2 separate regions of the Mus musculus genome follow, and region 2 is linked to region 1. The links are chromatin contacts, called in public HiChIP or PLAC-seq maps. All regions are on one chromosome and are shown on one strand. The core of a region is the stretch at or near the end of the contact, and the rest is flanking DNA. Distances in the headings are between cores, read along the strand shown. Region 1 holds the start of Csrp2 (cysteine and glycine-rich protein 2). Region 2 holds the start of Osbpl8 (oxysterol binding protein-like 8).

Evidence for each region. HiChIP or PLAC-seq counts read pairs in DNA pulled down with a chosen protein or histone mark.
Region 2: a contact with region 1 is called in an HNF4G HiChIP or PLAC-seq map of pancreatic cancer cells. The contact joins the promoter of Osbpl8 here to the promoter of Csrp2 in region 1. A contact is called at or near these places in 1 of 484 Hi-C or Micro-C datasets (embryonic stem cells), 2 of 115 datasets of contacts at active chromatin or transcription factors (memory CD8 T cells and pancreatic cancer cells) and 2 of 9 other capture datasets (adipose tissue and liver).

Annotation. Positions count from the first base shown.
Region 1 is chr10:110,918,210-110,922,330 of GRCm38.p6, forward strand. It overlaps Csrp2 (cysteine and glycine-rich protein 2), which reads left to right and starts at 1,967. Exons shown (of 6, transcript NM_007792.4): 1 at 1,967-2,045.
Region 2 is chr10:111,163,022-111,166,994 of GRCm38.p6, forward strand. It overlaps Osbpl8 (oxysterol binding protein-like 8), which reads left to right and starts at 1,781. Exons shown (of 24, transcript NM_175489.3): 1 at 1,781-2,175.

The DNA.
Region 1 (4,121 bases), core at 717-3,216:
TTCAGACACTCCAGAAGAGGGCGTCAGGTCTCATTACAGATGGTTGTGAGCTACATTGTGGTTGCTGGGATTTGAACTCAGGACCTTCAGAAGAGCAGTCAGTGCTCTTACTCACTGAGCTATCTCACCAGCTCCTGTCACAAGTCTTATAAAGAAAAATAGTTCATTGGAGCTGGCTTACAGTTCAGAGGTTTAGTCCATTATCATCGTGGCGGAGAACATAGCAGCACACAGGCTGTGAGGCTGGAGAGACAGCTGAGAATTCTACATCTTGGTGGGCAGGCAGCAGGAAGAAAGAGACACACTGGACCTTACGCTTCTGAAACCTCAAAGCCCACCCCCAATGACACACTGCCTCTAAAGAGGCCACGCCCACTCAAAATGGCCACACCTTCAAATAGTGCCGCTTCCTATGAGCCTATGGGGCCGTCTTCGTTCAAACCCACCACAACTTCCATAAATAGCTTTGCTACACATGATAAGTTTTGACCTTAGACTGTAGGGACAGATAGTTTGACAGAAAAACAACAGGTCCAGTCCTTAGGCCCCTTCCTCAGAGAAACTCTAGTGGACCTCAGGAGTAGCAGAAAAAGGACAATCGCTTGCTGAAAAAAAGGGAACATGAACTACCCTGCTTCCTTCAGTGAAAACAAACCAGAAGCCCCTCCCGTAAGAAGTGCAGCAAGCTGCGGAGGTAAAGCAAACAGATCGGAATCGTGAATGTAAGAATTGCTGGTATTTAGAAAAGCTCACAGCAGGCACCCATGCTTTCAAACTCCTGCCGCAATCTGGGGGAGATGTCAATCACTACTTGCACTGTTTTTCAACAGTCCTTGGTGGACAGAGAATCTGGCTGCAATTACGAGCTTATTTTGGATTGGGCCCAGCATACGACATAAAAAGGCATAAACCAGGCCTGTACTTTGTCACCGGAGGGGCCTTCCTCAACTCTGCCTCCTCCTACCCCCCCTAACAGGGCCTTTGGCAACGTAAGCGGGAAATTTTTTATTGTCGCAACGCGAGGGTACTGGCATCTATCAGTTAAAGTCATCCTAACCCCCACCAAAGAACTAGGCTATTAACAGCATGATGTTGCGCCTGGATGAAAGGGGTGATCGATTTGTGACAGAGGGGAGTAGTTTTGGTCGCTGCCTATTGCGGCGTGGAGGTCACCACTCTTCAAATACTAATTCTTAGGGCAACCCACTACTGATGACAGAGAAGTGGATCACCAAATGTCCTAGAATACAAACCAGATAGAGATGACATTATTTTGCTTTTTGTCTAGAACAATAATATGTCACCTCAAGCCCAGATTTTAGGTCCTTTCTGCTGTCTTCGCCGGCGAGACATCCCTGGACTTTTCGGACAACTGCAAACAATTGCAAACTGAAACCCGAAGCCTTTTGGCGCCAGGGTTTCTGCGTGGGTTGTGGGTTTCTTCCCCCCTCAGCAAAGAGTGGTGGGGGAAAGCAAAACACTTGGGGAATGAGGTGTTTTCATAACGTCATTTGTTTAGTCTAGATGAGGAATGCAGCTCTTTCGCGACAGGAAAGCTGCGGATTCCAGAAGCCGGGATTCTGACCAGAGACTATCCTGCACCGGGGAGTCCTGCACCCCGGAGGCTAACATATGGCGTTTGTGCAGTAAAGGGTGGCGGGAATCCCACGGGGCGACACCGGATCTCGCTGGCTCCGGGCCGATCCTGAGTGCTCCGGACGTCCCGGGACCGGCGGGTAGGAGCAGCCGGAGACGGTGGGAGACTCGGACGCGCGGGAAGCCGCAGGAAGAGGCGGGATTCCGGTCTTTTGTCTCGGGGCCAGAGCTCGAAACCCGCAGCGGGAGCCCAGCTCAGCGGGCCGGGCGGAGACCATCGCACACCCCGAGGGGCATGACCGATGATGGGCGTGGCGAACAAGGCCACGCCCAACATAAGTCTTTAAAAGCGGGCACACGCGCTCCCGCCAGTCTCCGGATCCGCCCGCGGCTTTCCTCGGTCAGACCTCGTTAGCTCCGCCCGCCGCGTGCTCCCTCCTCCCACTCGGGTGAGTCCTAGGAAGCCTGCAGCCCCGCGGTCCCTGTCATCTCCACCCCTGCTCCTGACTATGCTTCCACCCGTCCTCTCACTTCTGCCCCAATGCGGGGTCCACTAGCACACCTGCTGTCGCCCCCAGACCATCCCTGCCCTGGGACCTCATGTCCTTGGGGCAGGTAAATCATCCCCTGTGACCTTTAATTTTCCATCCTGTTCTCTGGGAGAGAGGCGAGCTGGGAGTTTCTCGTGGCCGCCAATGCCTCTTTTTGTAGCCCCAGGCTCCCTCCCAGGGCTGATTCTCCCCTTCGGGTAGGAGGGGTTAGAGGCTTCGGGGCTCCAGTGCCCCAAGGGTGTGTCTGCCCAGCCCTGACGACCTTCTCGGGAATTGGGTGGGTACTCTGGGGTGGTGGGCGTCTCCATACCCTCTGAGCTCCAGTTCTCCTGTGGCGAAACGGAGCTCCTGGCCATCGCCTTTGTTCGGTGGTCTCTGCCCACCCGGCACAGAAGGAACCATAGTGAAATTCTAGTTGAACATTCCTAGCTTTTCCTGGTGCTTTCTACCTTTAAAGTACAAACAAGGATACAGCATTGCTTGGTTCTGAAATTCTGCAACAGGTCCTAAAAGTCACAGTATGGGTTCAGAGCTAGATAATAGTTATAGGCATCCGTGAGGTAAGGGGTGAGGTGAGGGGAGAGCTCTTGAAACTTCTGCCCCCTTGGAAGCCAGGACTTTGAACTTTATTTGTTTACCTGATTACTTTTTGAGTAAATATTTGGTTTGACCTGTTTTGTTTGAGTCGCATACATTTTTACTTTATTAAATGCTTTTCAGTTCGGGGCGGGGGGGGGGCTGGGTGTAGTAATTTTTTAACTTGGGCAGCGAAAATAGTTAAATTATTGACTTTTTCAATGCGTGCTTAATCTCTACTTACATAAAACCAAAGAATCCAAAAAGGAAGTGATTCTTGTACCCAGATTCTTCAAGAAAGATTTAAACGGTAGATTTCAAAAGAGAGACTCATACAATCTCAACACTGCATACAAGTGACATTTGGGACCCTATTCTCTGCCATTGCCTTGTAATTGTTACTGATAATTCCTTCATTACTCCTCAAGGCTGTTTGACCCCACTTTTTATAGCCAGGTTGCCATAGACGTATACATCCCATGAGTCTCTGGAACACTGTTTGCTTAGTTATCTTGAATATGTTGGAGCACACCTCGGTGCTTGTTAACTGAATAAAGAAGGCGGGAACAGACAAGGCCCCGTTGTGGGGAGCAGTAGATATTTATTAACAGATTTCAGCCAACGTGGTGTTTTTTTTTTTTTTTTTTAACACCATAAATTGTTAACAGATTCCTCCCAATCTTGTTTGAAAATTTTTGGCTGATATGGAATATGCTCAAGAGCATGCTAAAATCAGTACTGATTGGAGGGCCATCCTGGTGAAGTTGCACAGTCTTGGACTTGAGGGAAATTGTATCTTTATTAAAAGATAGCATAAATGTTGGTATCAAGTAGGGGGACAGGATACTAGGTCCAGGCATAACTCTGTCAATACATAGCTTTGAGAGCTCAAGCCTTTGGTTTCCATTTTCCTTCTGTTACAAATGAGAGGGATGAATGAGATGGACATAGGGGACCCTCTAAGGGAGAGGAGGTGTAACATGGGAGGGCAGAAATCAAGTCTAGAGTGTCACTCCCAAGTCAGTACCCCTTGGTTTGGTGCCCCTAACACGTTAACACTCTCTGGTCTCAGCCTTGTGAAATAGGTCTAATAGCATCCTTGCTGGGGTGGTGGGGGAGAGGGAAAGGGTGTGTCTGGGTAGGGTGTGTGTGTAAGGAATGCCTAAGTACAAGGTACAACCTTAGGGATATGTATGTGGTGGGTTGCTTGTGGTTTTAGATAACTTCCTGCGCTTTCTGAAACTTGGAGTGAAATGGTTCTTGGTGGGAGTCTCTCCAGAGAGAGGGGACTTCCACTTGAACATCCCCCAGCCCTTCCCTCCATCCTCAGACCTCCCGAGGTTTCCTCAGGACTCCATCACTGCCTGGACTGGAATTTGCTTGCCAGCTCCTGGGTCC
Region 2 (3,973 bases), core at 531-3,030, 240 kb after region 1:
ATGCCCTGTGCCTGAGGGGGTCAGAAGAGGTGGGATTTCCTGGACCCACCAGCCAGCACATGGGTGCTGGGAATAGAAACCAGGACCTGCAAGAACAGGTACTCTTGACTGCCTCATCTCTCCAGCCTCCCACGAACTGATTATTGCTTGGTTTAGATATTATGCATTCTTATCTTTTAGATTATATCTCATTAAAACCCAATTCATTAAAAAATGACATTGGCTTTTGTTAGTCTGAAAAAAACAGCATTGCTTCAGATAAGTGACATTTCAATCTGCTGATAAACTGGAACGTTACCGCCATCACATAACAATGTTTCCTGCCTTGCACTGCCTCAGCACTCAGAAAGGAGAGAGCCAGGCAGCTCTCTGTGAGTTTGAGACCAGCATAGCCTACAGAAGGAGTTCCAGGACATCTAGGGTTACACAGAGAAACCCTGTCTCTTTGAAAAACAAAACAAAACAAAACAATCAAGCAAGAAAAACAAACAAAACAAGAAAACAATAAACTTCCCTTATGTTTATGTAAAATACAAATATAATTTCTTAGGTTTCTTAACAGAAGAATGTGGCAGAATCTTTCCCTCATTGGAACAGTCCTTCATGACAAAATCTAATTGTTTTTCAAATGTTAACATAGCTGCATCAAGATGTGTTTTAAAGATCAGCGGCCTGGCATTATTTAACTGAGCAGTAAATTGCTCTTTCTTTGGGCAACAAAATGGCCACGTCTGCAAATTTTTTAGAGCTGCTATGAAATACATCAGTAACAGGCAGAATCCTATGGCCTACTTAAGTATCCAAACGATCAGAATGTCATCTGATTTCCTGTCAAGAAATGTAATGGAAATTGTGTAAAGTTAAAAAAAAAATTCTTGGTTCCAGAGTAGAAGGATAAAGGAATAAGGAATTGAATTTTTATCGTAGAGAATGGCCTTGTTAGAGGCAGCTCATTCCTCCTTCTGCACTGTTAGGTCGCTTTTCTCTTCTTCTGTATTGTAACTGGCTTTCTTCCAGTGATGAGTTCTGCCCCTTTCCTCTCCACAGGATGGGGAGGGATTTCTGGGGTCATGGTTAAAAAAACAAAAAACAAAAAAAGCCAAGAGTTGAGGTACAAAACAACAACAACAACAACAAAATCCGAAGAGTTAAATTAGGCTTTCTGTTCAAATTGAGAGGTACTATCAACTTGCCACGTCGCTAAAACCGTCACCAACCTCACTGTAAAACTTCATGACTGTAAAAGCTGGCACCCAGGATTCTGAACATGACTAGGAACAATAACAAGAAAGCCTGCTAGGCTATTTTCATCCCAGCGTGACTGAAGTCTACATCTCAAACCTCCTGTGAGGCCAACAGCTAATGAGACACCACAGTGAACGTGTCATTGGAACTTAGGCAGCAGGGACTCCTGGCTGCTTCTCAAGCCCCAATTTCTCCTGGCAGCCTCCTCTGTGGGCCCGGCCAGAGGTCGGGAGGCGGGTCCTGCCCAGCGAGCACTTCAGAGACCTGCGGGTAGCCGGCCCTCCACCCCAGGGCTTCCTGAGAGGGAACCTCGAGGGCGGGGAGGGGAGCGGAGGGGAGGTGACATGACAGCTCGCCATCACCACGAGCTGCCAGCAGCTGCCTCTGCGCGCCCGCCCAGCAGAAGCTACCCGGGGACCGCCTCCTTGCGGCGTCACGTGACGGGAAGGGGGCGTGGCCCAGGCCCGGGCTGGGGGCGGGGCTGCGAGAGGGGCGGGCCTTGGGATGTGAAGGCTGGTGGCGGCTCGCGGCGCCCAGAAAGGCGGTGTCAGGGCGGATGACAGCATTCTGCTGCGACGCGCTCCCAGCTGGGCGGCGGTGGTAGCGGCAGCGGCAGCGGCAGCGGCAGCCGGGGCGGCAGCGGCGTTCGACTCGGCCACCGCCGAGAGCGGTAGCGGTAGAGAAGGAAGAGGTTCCGCCCTGGCCCGCGGGCGGAGGAGCCCGAGTTCGCTCGCCGCTCCGGGCCGAGCCCCCGCCGCGGCTCGCCTGTGCTCTCCGTCCGGGCTGGCTCTCAGTTCCCGCGGGCGACCGCAGCCGAGAGAAGTTGAGGAGGGGGGGTCCCACCGGACACTAAGGCCCCGGACTCCGGCGTCCCTGTGATCCCACGGAAGCCTGCTCCCTGCGGGCCGCCTCCTCTGGGGCTCCGCATCGGTGAGTGGCGCTCAGCCCGGTGTTGGGGAGCAGCGGAGTCGTGCCTTTTGGGGTGACTGTAGTCCCTCAGTCCTACGTTCTGAGCTCGGGCTGTGGGCACTCGTGGGTACCCCGCGCCGCGAGTTCCCCTCCTGCCTCTCCTTTGTCCCTTCTGAGAGGGAGATTGGCAGGGCTGGCGGGGGTGGCGTGTTTTTTGGGGCCCGCGGTAGGTGCGTCTGCAGCGGTACAAAGCCCAGTGGGGACCTGGGATGGGGGCGGGGGCGGCTCGGCGGCGTTCCGGGTCCCGAGTGTGTCTGCCCCTCCCGAAGTTTGACAGGGCGACGCCGGGGCTCGCCGGAAGCCCCCCGCGCAGGGGGTGAAAACCTGGCGCTTTGTCGCCCCGGGCGGTTAAGGCAAGGCTTGGGGTTTTCCTGTGACAGCCCCTGAAGAGGTTGTGCCGCTCGCAGGCGGACCGCACCCGCCTTTGCAGAGACTGTCGCGGTGTTCCTTAAACCTCAGCTCCGTTGGCCTTCTTGCCACACTGGAGAAAAGGCGGTGTCTTCGTTGCACTTTTTTTTTTTTTTTTTTTACGTTTTGTTTGCGGCTAAGCTGTGGAGAGTGTAATCAGGTTCCAGGGAGTTTCATATGGAGCATGCTTTTGCTTCATTGAGCAACCCACTCAAGACCGGCTGATGCGAAGCAACAGTAGATGCAGATTTTCCATTCACTAAAGTCATTTAACACTTCTTTGTGAGCGACATCTGCGTCGTGAAACATAACCTAATTTCATTTTAACTAAATGCCGTCTGAAATAAGTTAACTTGGGTTCGTCTCTAAACAGATGGGAACACTTATCTGACGATAGCATATCTGCTTTCAATAACTTAATGAAGTTTGTGCCTTTTTGCTGCTGGAAGACTTAAGTAACAGTAGTATTAGAATACCTTGGGTTAGCAGGGAATTCTTCAAAGTAATTTCACTGTAAACAACCTCAAATTAGTGCAGCCCCAAATTAGTGCAATTAAAGGTCTTTCAAGATAACCATTTAAAATAGTTTTTGCCTCTTGAAGAATTCCAGAGAACAATTGAGGTATAGGTAAATTGCTTGTTACGCTCTCTCTTCCCCTGGGGTTTCATCTAAATTTGATCATGCCGAGAGACTGGGATCAGTTGCTGTGCTTGCTAGAACCTGTTTTGCAGTGAGATTATTAAAATGCTGGTTTTATAAAAACAGGTTTTATAAAAGGAAGGGAAAGGCCATGCAATTTAAAATGCACTCTATTAAAAGACCAACTAATTTCTAACATGTTGCTCTTTCTTTTGGGTAGCAAGTATGTACTCTGTCTTTTGGTAGCAAGAATGACTGCAGTGTGCTTGTTCAAAGTGTTAGCAAAGGGGATAGATGAAATTTAAGACCTTCCTAAAGCTCTTTAATTATGGAGATTACGTTGTTGCGGTCAAATTCCATGTGAACAGTTTGAGCCCCAGAGATCACAGAGGTGCCTAGAAATGCTGTTTAATTAAACCTGGACATGGTTTGCTCCTTGCATTGAGTTGTGCTCATTACTGAATGTGTGGTCTGTGCAAATGGTCTGTCTGTTCATTTAGAATTGTCATTTTTATGTGTTGCTTTTCTTTTCTGAGATAGGGTTTTGCTGTGTTGCCTAGCTGGCCATGGTATTCATTATGTAGCTCCGGCATGGCAAAATCCTCCTGCCTCAGCCTCCCGACTTCCACATGTATTCCACTGTGCCTAGCTTTTGTTACATTTTTGGAGCTAAGAAATGTTTCTTAACACATTCATAAGATTTAGATATTT